Regions from separate parts of the Ovis aries genome. Here region 1 is linked to region 2. The links are chromatin contacts, called in public Hi-C maps. All regions are on one chromosome and are shown on one strand. Each heading gives the region's core, a stretch centred on a gene start, on an enhancer-like site or on the middle of the called end of the contact. The rest is flanking DNA. Distances are from core to core; before and after follow the strand shown. Region 1 overlaps FAM13A (family with sequence similarity 13 member A). Region 2 overlaps FAM13A (family with sequence similarity 13 member A).

What was found. A called contact is a pair of places that touch in the nucleus more often than the background predicts.
Region 1: a Hi-C map of liver shows a contact between it and region 2, with 5 times the contacts expected there. The contact joins two enhancer-like sites. A contact is called at or near these places in 9 of 16 Hi-C or Micro-C datasets (liver, mesenteric adipose tissue, mixed tissues and 5 more).

What each region holds. Positions count from the first base shown.
Region 1 is chr6:36,598,213-36,603,618 of ARS-UI_Ramb_v3.0, forward strand. All of the region lies in intron 8 of FAM13A (family with sequence similarity 13 member A), which reads left to right. Among named protein-coding and RNA genes, the nearest start is that of NAP1L5, 140 kb to the right of the region's middle. Within about 2 kb of position 1,974, at least 8 of the 54 cell types and tissues checked have an H3K27ac peak or open chromatin away from gene starts, as enhancers often do. A contact at or near this core is called in liver, where this site is marked.
Region 2 is chr6:36,399,329-36,404,910 of ARS-UI_Ramb_v3.0, forward strand. FAM13A (family with sequence similarity 13 member A) reads left to right here. Exons shown (of 24, transcript XM_060416890.1): 3 at 4,410-4,619. Among named protein-coding and RNA genes, the nearest start is that of FAM13A, 48 kb to the left of the region's middle. Within about 2 kb of position 2,198, at least 14 of the 54 cell types and tissues checked have an H3K27ac peak or open chromatin away from gene starts, as enhancers often do. A contact at or near this core is called in liver, where this site is marked.

The DNA of each region.
Region 1 (5,406 bases), core at 724-3,223, 200 kb after region 2:
TACTACTCAACATCCCCAAATACACATTGAATATCAGGACCTTATGTGAAGTGTCTTTGTCTTAATTGATGTTTTCATTTACTAGACGGTCAGTGTTACCTATTAAAAGATACTTACAGTGTTTTTTAATGTTTTCTTTATGACCAAATACTACTCTGTATTGCCAGTGATACTAAGGGAATGAAGACATAGTTCTGCTTCAGAGAGCTCACATGCTAGTGAGGACGCAGACACATGACCAGACAATTACAATACTTGTGGTGGATTTGGTAATGGACATTATAATTAACATAATAATAGAGATGTACCTGCATGGATAATATTACCCTATGTTTTATTTAACCTCATATAAGTGTATGATCTTTTTAGAGGGCATGTTTGTTCCCCAGTGTCTGCTTAGCTTATAATTCCCATGAGAGACTTTTTAGCCTTTCTTAGCATGTTGTGAAAGTGTATAGAAGATAAATTTGTTACTGCTAATCAGTAACTAAGATGAGAATAACAGATTGAAGGCTAAGAATGAAGTAAAATACTTTGGTTCCCTTCAATGTGTTTTACTATCTGTTTATAACTTAACATAATTTGCAGACTTTCTCCAGGATGGAAGTGACTATGTTGAAACACCATTTTTAGAAAAACTGCAAAGGCTGAATGTTTAAAATTTGATCCTCTGTAAAGAACTCAGTTCTTAAAGTTCACTGCAAAATGACTTAAACTAATGATAGAACTTATAGTACATCTATTGAGATGGTTAAATTATTCCAGTTATTTTCAGAAATACTAAATTATTTGTACTGTATAGCATTGTATTGATATTCTTGCCAACTAAAAAAGTGCTCCCAAGGAAATAGAATAATATTAGAATTAAGTAGAGAAACTATATAAAGAATTGAAAGAAGTTTTTTCTCAGGTACTAAATTTACCTTCAGGGTTTACCTGGTGGCTCAGTGCTAAAGACGCTTACCTGGTGAGCTCAGTGGTAAAGAATTCGCCTACCAGTGCAGGAGATGCGAGTTCATTTCCTTGGTTGGGAAGATCCCGTGGAGAAAGAAGTGGCAATCTACTTCAGTATTCTTGCCTGGAAAATCTTGTGGACAGAGGAGCCTGGAAGGCTACAATCCATGGGGTCACAAAAGAATCAGACAAGACTTAGCGACTAAACAACAACAAATTTACTTTCTGTCACTAAAGAGATAGTTTATTAGACTCTAGACTTCACTTATACCTCAAGCTCCTTTCGTGATTCATATTCCATTGTATTTTTTTCCTTGGATGTTTGGAGCCTCACCTCCAAAATGGTGAGGATCTCCATTTTATATGTAGAAGATTTCAGTGAGCTAAGAAATAGCCTTTACTCACTCTTATGTCCATGACAAAGCTCTCAACTTCACAGCAGTATTTTGATTTGCTAGGCTAACTTTCAGATAGTCACTAACTCATCTTATGGCCACAAAAACTAATGATGGAAGATGAAGTTAAGTGCACTAATGACTAGTCTAGATTCCTTTGATTTTAATGCATCGTCATCTGCTTTCACATCCCTTTTTCCATTTGATTTATTTATGAAAGTGGGAAACTGAGATGAATAATGTCAGTATAACTCTCTTTTCATTACTTCATCAAGCAAATTATGATATTCAATATACATTATTGAATATTTATTTCATGATGGTGAAATATACCAAATTGCAAATTGCAGTGGCTCTTTAAGATTTATAGTGACAGTATTAATTAACATATATTAGTGACCCAGCATGGGAAAATGTCACTGAACCTCTTATCAACAGAATCCATTTGGCCTTTCTAAGTATCGGTTTTCGGAATATTCTTTTGCAAACAAGTAAACGTTGGTCACTTGGGATGATGGGGGACTTAACCAAGGAACAACCCCGGCAATAATGGGCCAGCTTGTGAATCTCCTGTGTGATGTTAGAGAGCCCTCTACTGTTTGTGGTGGTGACGCCTTAGGTTAATTTATCTGAAAACTCATGCTATTCCAAACTTGTTTGCACTTTGATAGCACTCAGCCTCCCCAGCCTTCCCTTCTATGACCCACCTCAGTCTCAGAGGGAGTTAAAAGCTGCCTTACCTCCAGTCTGGGTTAACCCTTCTGGGGTTGAGTATCTGAACTTTGATTTCATCACCAGTGTGGTCTGCATTTGGTAGTAATGAGAACGAGTGAGAACAAGGGAGACCTCCATGGGCTCTGCTGTCATGAGATGGTTGCAGTGGCTCTGAAGCCTAAATATTTGCTGTTTACCCCAAACCAAGAAGCTAGTGTGAATTAAAGTGACGGTTATTCTTAAGTTTTAGAGAGATCACCCTGTCTAAAGTACTGGGTAAAAAAGAAGAGGTACTAGAGAGTCAGCAGATAACAGTGGGGAAAGCAATGAAAGATAGTAAACGCGCCGTCAAGAAACGTATCCAGATATCCAGACACTGACAGTGAGTTAGCCATGTGAATTTGGGCAAGTCATTTTCTTTACCTATGAAGTAGGGGTGATAATGCCTAACATACTTACTTAGAGGGGAAATTTTGTAGTTAAAGAATATTATAGTTCTTTGTAAATGATAAAACTATTCAAATTCATATACTAGAGCTTTAGTCCCTAGGGTGATGGTATGTTAAAGTGGGACCTTTGGGAATAATTAGGTTTGCATGAGCTCATGGAGGTGGGACTCCCATGATAGGATTGGTGCCCTTACGAGGAGATAAAAGTACCAGAGCACAGTCTCCCCGTCCACCAACCCCATCCAGGTGGAGGTACAGCAAGGAGATGGCAGTCTGCACGCCAGAGAGAGCTCTCAGCAGAACCTGACCGTGCTGGCACCCTGATCTCAGGCTTCCAACCTCTGGAAATGTGAGAAGTCAGTGTTTCTGTTGTTGAAGCCACCCCATCTGTGGCACCTTGTTATAGCAAGCCATTAAGAATGGTTGTAAAGTGAAAGTGTTAGTTGCTAAGTTGTGTCTGAGTCTTTGCAACCCCATGGGCTGTAGCCTGCCAGGCTCCTCTGTCCTTGGGATTCTCCTGGCAATAATACTAGAGTGGGTAGCCATTCCCTTCTCCAAGGGATCTTCCCAAACCAGGGATTGAACCCAGGTCTCCTGCACTGCAGGCAGATTCTTTACCGTCTGAGCTACCAGGGTAATAATTGAAAAAAATTAGTTAAAAAAAAAAATTTCCTATTCCCTCTGGCAGGTATCACCTATTCCTTTGTGTTTGTTTCAGAGCCAAAGATTAGGAAATATTTCAATGTGTTTGCTGATGTTCTAAAAATATTCTCTTATCCATTAATATCAACCCACTCAAAAAAGAAACTTACTGTATATTACGTTCTAAATTGCTGCCTCCCGAAGGCGATCTTGCTGTATCTGTAATAATGATAAATAGCACTTTGCTGAACAAGAATCTCAGAGACAAATGAAAGCTTCCAGCTGCCTTGAAAACAGTTTTGTGACTAAACCAAAATTTTCTTTAAGCTCCACACAAAGCTTTGGGTTTGCAATGAAGTGAAAAAAATTTCTTTTCCTGCTCTCAAGCCAGAACAAACAGATAGAGTATGTGGCAAGCCCGTATTCAAACATTGCCTTGCCCGAACATATCCTTTTCTGGGTTCACAGTACCCTACAAAAAGTGTAGTGTTTACATTACTGGCACAATGGCAGCACTCCCACATCTAACTGTGCAGTGGGAGAAAATAAATTCTCTAAATAAGGGTGGGAGAAAGCCCATGGCACAGTTGCAGTTCCATTAAGTTTGGAATAACAGGGAACAAAATAACTTAAAATAATCAACATACAGCTATCTGAGAATGCATCCAGTTGGGAAATTTAATTTTACAAATTATAAACGGGGTATGTTTTCACAATGCATAATCACACGGTCATGTCAGGATTCAGCATGGTCTGAGCGATGCTGATTTTATTCCTCAGCCACTGACAGAACACCCAGAATGTTCTGGGTACCTTGCAAGGTGCTGCAGGGGACAAAGATAAAGACCAGTCCAGGAGGTGAAGCCAGCTTCCAAACTCTGGAATCTGTGGCATCATGTGCTGGGCACTGGTTTATGGTTGTGGACAGAGTGTCTGGGAACCTGCATGGAGAAGTCTCTCCCCTCTCCAGGGTGATGGAGATGGCCTCCCAGATTAGATGACATTTGAGCTGAGAGATGAAGTATTTACCAGACAGAGAGAGAAGTGCCGGAAGCATTCAAGACAGAGGGAACAGCACGTACAGACAGGGTTACGAAAGTGCAGTGCGAGGTTGATGGAAGCTCGCTGCCCTTGTGTGCCAGGTTTGGACATCTGGACTTCACCCCAAAGACAAAGAGGAAACAGGAGAGGGTTTCAGGTTAGGAAGATAAATCTGATGGGAGTATTAAGGATAAACTGGTCTGGATGGCAGGGGAAAATGAGTATTGCCACTGTGAGGGACTAAAGCGGTGGAAATGGAAAGGAAAGGTCAGATTCAAGAGATTTGTCTCTTTTTGAGATAGAATCAGTGCAGTTTGGTGACCGACCATGAGTAGGAGTGAGGGATTTTTTTTTTTTTTTTTAAGGAGAGCAGTTGGCTGTTAATGCAACTGAAATTATTATAACAGGAATGAGGACTCTGTCCAGTGACTTCTAAACGCATCTCCAGCCAGGATCCCCTGTAAAGTACGATGTGAGACTCTCAGCTGTGTCAGCTGGTCCACAGGTAGTAATAGTTTCCTTTTTACTTTCTCACTATAGGAAAAGATTGAAGAGACAGAAGGTAAAGCAGCCCCACCCCTCCCTGCTTAAAAGCTTTGCATCCTGTTGCTGGCAGGCACACACCCTCACCAGTCCCCTCCAGTTCCCTAGAGATTGAACAGTGTTCATTAGAAGGGCATCCAGGGACAGAACTAGCTGGGTAGAGGGACGGAAACAGAGTAAGGTGCTCCCTAGTTCCTTCCAAGTATACTAGTTCTTTGAATCGAAGAGACAGAATATAGGTGATAAAGAATGTCGTGGTCATTAGTAATCTCTAGAAGCTCCCAGTTGTGTCTGACTCTTTTTCACCCCATGGACTGTAGACCGCCAGGCTCCTCTGCCCATGGAAGTTTCTAGGCAAGAATACTGGAGTGGGTAGCCATTTCTTACCCCAGGGACTCTTTCCAGCCAAGAAATTGAACTCACATCTCTTGCATCTTCTACATTAACAGGTAGATTCTTGACCACTAGCGCAACCTGGGCAGCCCAGGTCAGTAAGGAAGGCAAAATCAAAAAAAGCCATGGGTCCCTGAGTCTCCTTCTTGACACCATCCTGTGGTATAAGCAGGAAAAGAATATTGAAGAGACCTGGAAATCCTCTATCAGCTCCCCCATGCTCACCTAGAATGACTTTCTCACATCTATATTGCTAGGTGTATCTGGACCTGCTT
Region 2 (5,582 bases), core at 948-3,447:
ATTCCATCTGCCAATGCAGGAGACTTGGATTCAGTCCTCAGGTCGAAAAGAACTTCTGGAGAAGGAAATGACAACCCACTCCAGTATTCTTGCCTGGGAAATCCCACGGATAGAGGAGCCTGGTGGGTTACAGTCCATGGGGTCACAAAAGCATCGGACATGACTTAGTCAGTAAACAACAAAAACAAAGTGGAGTTTGAGGGCAAGACACTTCAGTTGGTTTTGTTTAACTGTTTTATAGCTTAAGTCAACAAGTATTTATTATGCACCTGTGAGACAGTAGGCACTCTGTCAGATATGGGATTAGGGATGATTGGTTGTATAATTAACTGTATTTAGATATTATGGTCATACTTTGTTGTTTAATGTAAATGTAGATATCTAACAACTTGCTGTGAGGGAAACCTTTTGCTATTATCAAGGAATTTTAGAACAGAAAGTGTTTATCAGGTACTCTATTAAGACCTTTTAAATAGACATTTATTTGGCCACCTAATGCAAAGAGGCGACTCATTGGAAAAGACCCTGATGCTGGGAAAGATTGAGGGCAAGAGAAGGGGCCAAAAGAGGATGAGATGGTTGGATGGCATCAGCGACTCAGTGGATATGAGTTTGAGCAAACTTCTGGAGATAGTGAAGGACAGGGAAGCCTGGCGTGCTGCAGTCTATGGGGTTGCAAAGAGTCAGACACAACTGAGCAACTGAACAACAAAAATAGACTTTGGGTTTTTATTAAAAAAAAAACAAACACAAAATTTATGTGTATTTTTCCATTCAAAGGAAAATCTTGAAGTTATGAGTCATATCATGTTTATACTGATCAGTTATTTTAAAATAACTGATCTTGTTTACTGTGTTACTGGATTGTTTCTACTTTAACATGAAGATGCTGTGGGATATTTAAATAGTGTAGGATTCTCTACTTACCACCAGATGTCAGAATATGCATACGTATTGTCATATGACTGTCTAGGCCAGTGTGCTAATATGAAAAATTCTGACTTCTGGCATGTTCAGTTTCTGTTGATGGATTCATACGATCATACATGTATTCATTAGATTTTTTAATAAATACTTCAGTTGTAGCTGTCAGTGCTGTATACACGTTATTTTTTGGCATTGCTAATCCATTAAATTGATGTTTCATTATGATTAATCTACATCTCATGAAATCAAATGTGACAGAACCTCAAATGTACGAGAGTAACTCCATAAAGCTTTCTAAACATCTCCTCCCTCTGAACGTTTCTGTTGTAATCATTTCCTAAAAATTTATAATAGGAAACATTAGAGACTGTATTGTCTGGTAAGTTTCATATGGGTATAGTATATAAGTTCATAAGGGACTTTAAAAAACTATATGGATTCTTTTTGCCAGAGTAAAATAGCTGTGTCCTGATTGGAAAGTCACTAAGTATCCTTCGAGTTGTTTGGGTGAGAAAAGTTCCTGAGGGGAGAGTTCTGCAAATAAGTGGAATCAGGGCAGGAAAAATGGTTGAGAAGCATTGACTTTGGTGATTTCTATTTGTAGCTTCTCTGTCCTTTATTAAGGTCCACAGGGATCAGGAATGTTTAAGACTAAAGCCAGTTCTTGGAGCTAGCTAGTTATTTTTCACTAACTGAAAGTACATTTATTTGAGAGAAGGGTCAGAAAACCTTGTTGGAAGAGGGAACCTCAGGTCAAAGCTAGAAAATTACTGTGAAATCAGATCCAGGGGCATTTGCTGGGCCAAAAGCAGGCTCTCAAGCTGGGTAGATAGAGGACTATATTGTCAAGTTATGTATCTTCAGAATTTGGGCCTTGACCAGGAATGGGATTCTCTTTTTTGGGGCGCTATCTGCTTGATGCCAGAATATGTTTCTGAAGTTATAAATGAAGCTTTGTAGAGGAAACAGACTTTGAAGACTTTAAAAATGACTAAGCTGAAGTCTCCCTGTAGTAACTGATACTCTGCAGTATTAAAGCAAGTGGCATATCACATGAGTTATCTGTTGGTGCAAAACAGATGACCCCAAAACATAGTAGCTTAAAACTGTTTATTATCCCACAGTTCCTATGGGTTAGAAATTCGGACACAGCTTAGTTATGTCCTCTGTTTTAAGGTCTCTTTTAAGGCTGCAGTCATGGTGTTGGCTGAGGTTACCATTCATATCAGGACTTGACTGGGTAAAAGTTCATGTCCAAGCTCATTCATGTGGCTGTTGGCAGGATCCGGTTCCTTGTGGCCTGTTGACCTGAGGGTCTGGGTTACTCACTGACTTGTCCAGAAACTGCCCTCAGTTCCTTGCCACGTGGACCTTTCTGTAAGGGAGCTCACAAAATAACAGCTGATTCATCATAGTGAGCAAACAAGAACAGTCAGAGAGAGAACGCAAGCAAGCAATGTAGACATCACAGTCTTATAATCTAATCTCAGAAGTGAGGTTGCAACCTCATCACTTTCTCTTGTTCAGAAGCTAATCACTAGGTCCAGACCACACTCGAGGAGGGGAGAGGATTCCACACGGTATGGATACCAAGAGGTGAGGGTCAGTCACTAGGGCCTGTCGAGAAGCTGCCTAGCTCACAAACAGCCTGGTGTCTCCTCTATTACATGGTGGCCTAGCCATACCAATTGTGAAATATTTTAAATATCATCTCCGGTTCCACAAATTTTTGTCAAAATTGAGCTAAAATTCATATCAATTTTTGATACTTGTGTTCTTTGTAATCCAATAATACGTGTATATGTAGAAGTACAAAAACATCTTACCAGATGACAAATTCCATAAGGATCCTGGTGGTATTTGAAGTTTTTTTCTCAGAGTTGGTTTTTTGTTTTAGTACCTAACATACTGCAGGGCACTTTGCTGAATTAAAGGATTCATAAATGTCTTCTCAAATTACAAAGCAAAATGAAATTAGCTCTCTTTTTCTTTAGAAAGAGAAATACAGTTAGAGGAAAGAGAGACACCAAGGCTGATAGGCACAGACACCTGCCGTCTAAGTAATTCAGACAGGCTTCGGTGCTTCGGTTGTTGGCTGAAATTCACCACTGGACTCTCAAAAAGACAGTGGCGAGTTGAGTCCATGGGTTATTCTTGGATTGTTTCTCACACCTCCAGCATTCCCCCACCATCTGACTCACTTGCTCTCATGGTACTTTGTCTCCTTGAACCCAGCACACTGAGCTGGAAATCATTGTCCTCTACCTCAAACCAGCTGCCACCCTTCCACCACAACCCCCTCCCCACCTCATTCTTTACAGTACTTTTCCCTGAATCCCTAGTTTTCAAATATTAAAGTTCCTTTTCAGCCTTCTCCACTTCTCTGTTTTCTTTGTATGTACCAAGTTCCCAAATCATCTTTATTCTTTCCTTGCCACTCCCTTCCCACCATAGTTTCTGTCTTACTGCCTTACGTAGACTGTAGTCACCCTAAGGCAAGCTCTCTGCCCTCTGCGTTCTCTACTTACTAGCTAGGTCTTCTTTCAACCTTGTTTATGTTGTCTCCCACAGTCAAGCACACATTTAATGCTCCATTGGTAAATTATGATAAAGTCTTTACCCTGTGTCTTGACATGCATTACCCTATACTTACCATTTCTTCCATTTTATTAACCCATGACTCTTTGCCTTAAACACTTCATATTTTCACCTGCCCACCTTTCTCTCTGTTCTCCTCTCTCAGCTTCTCTATTCATATATTGGTTTCTCTTTGTCAGGGATCGATTACATTTTTTGGGGTTGTGAGGCTTAATCCTTTTGTGGCCCTCTTTAAGAGAAAGAATACAGAATTAAGAGTACAGAAAAAGGGTAGAACACTGGAGAAGGCCCCAGTAAATGCGAGGCTTCTCCGTGAAGCCTTCTCGGCTGACCCCAATTAACACTAATAATCACAGATCAATAGGCTAAAGGCCAAGATCTTTTCTTAACTACTTTACAGTCTCTAGGTCTTACAGTTTGTATTTATTGATTACTAAAGAAGTAATAGTTCTTTATCAAATAATTGCAAAGGTAATCATATACAGGTAAGAAGTTTCTTCCATACGTGTTATTCTTTTTTAAATAGTTGTTCTTAAAATGATAAGCTGTTTTTGGAGCCCAGAGTAAATTTCTGTTGTATACTGTAGAAGATGATATGAATGACATTTCTTTGTAGAGTAGTGTGTGTGCTGTGTTTGTTGTGTCCTGACCTTATTTTTAGAGGTCAGCTTTCACAACAATCATATATGATGTTTTGGGTTGATATATAGTAAATGGGAAAACTTATTATTCTAAGAAAACATTTTTGTAAAATGTGAAAACCTTCCAGTGCTTGATAATTATTCAGGAAATTTTATACTGAGGTTTGATTGTTACTGTCCTTTCGAGTTTGTATTTGTGAGAGACCTCTGTTTATTTTCTGCGTGTCGTCTTGGCTGTTTCAGGACTCACCCAGGAAGGCCTTTTCCGGGTGAATGGCAACGTCAAGGTGGTGGAACAGCTTCGATGGAAGTTTGAGAGCGGGGTGCCCGTGGAGCTAGGGCGAGATGGGGACGTGTGTGCGGCTGCCAGCCTGTTGAAGCTCTTCCTGAGGGAGCTGCCCGAGAGTGTGATCACCTCCACACTGCAGCCTCGCTTCCTTCAGCTCTTTCAGGGTCAGTACACCAAATCCTTCTAGGAATTAAAGCAATTTTATTTTTCACCTGACAGATTTTAAATATTTGCAATTTCTCCATTACTGTCACCTTGTATCTTATTCTAGATCCTTACCTTCTACCCTAAAATAATACTAAACTGATTATGAAATGCTATTATTAAATATAATTTCTAAGACTGTTTGCATATGAATATATAAATAACATAGTAGTTAAAAGCCCTGGTGCTTTTGGGCCAAAGAAATTCTTTTCTGACTAGTTAGTGATTGCCATCAAAGTACTAAGACTGAGGCATTAAATTCTGTGTAGGGAATATTGATTAAATTGTGTTTGCTTAGTGTCCTTTGAGACTGAAAAGTCACTAGTGTGCTTTCTCATAAGCAATATTGAGTCCTAAAATAGTATTTGTTTTATATAGTTGAAGTTAAAATTGATTGTTTAGAGGTCCTTAAGCATCTGTTTTTCTTTGAGGTAGCGTTCATTTGCAATATTATATTCGTTTCAGGTATACAACATAGTGATTCAAAATGTTTATATGTTATACTTCATTTAAAGTTATTATAAAGTATTGGCTATATTCCCTGTGCTGTCCAATATATCCTTGTACCTTATTTATTTTATCTGTAATAATCTGTGCCTCTTAATCCCCTACCCCCACCTGTGTTGCCCCTTATCTCTTCCTTCTTCTCACTGGTAGCTTCTGGGATGTCCTCTATTTCTCCAAGTCTGTTTCTATTACATGTATTCATTTGTTTTATGTTTTTCAATTTCACATTTAAGTGATAAGACAATATTTGTCTTTCTCTATCTGACTTATGTCACTAAGCATAATATTGTCCAGGCTCATCCATGTTGTTGCAAATGTCAAAATTTCATTTTATTTTATGGCTGAGATATGTATACACACACACACACACACACACACACATATATGTGTATATACATATTTATCTATCGAAGGAC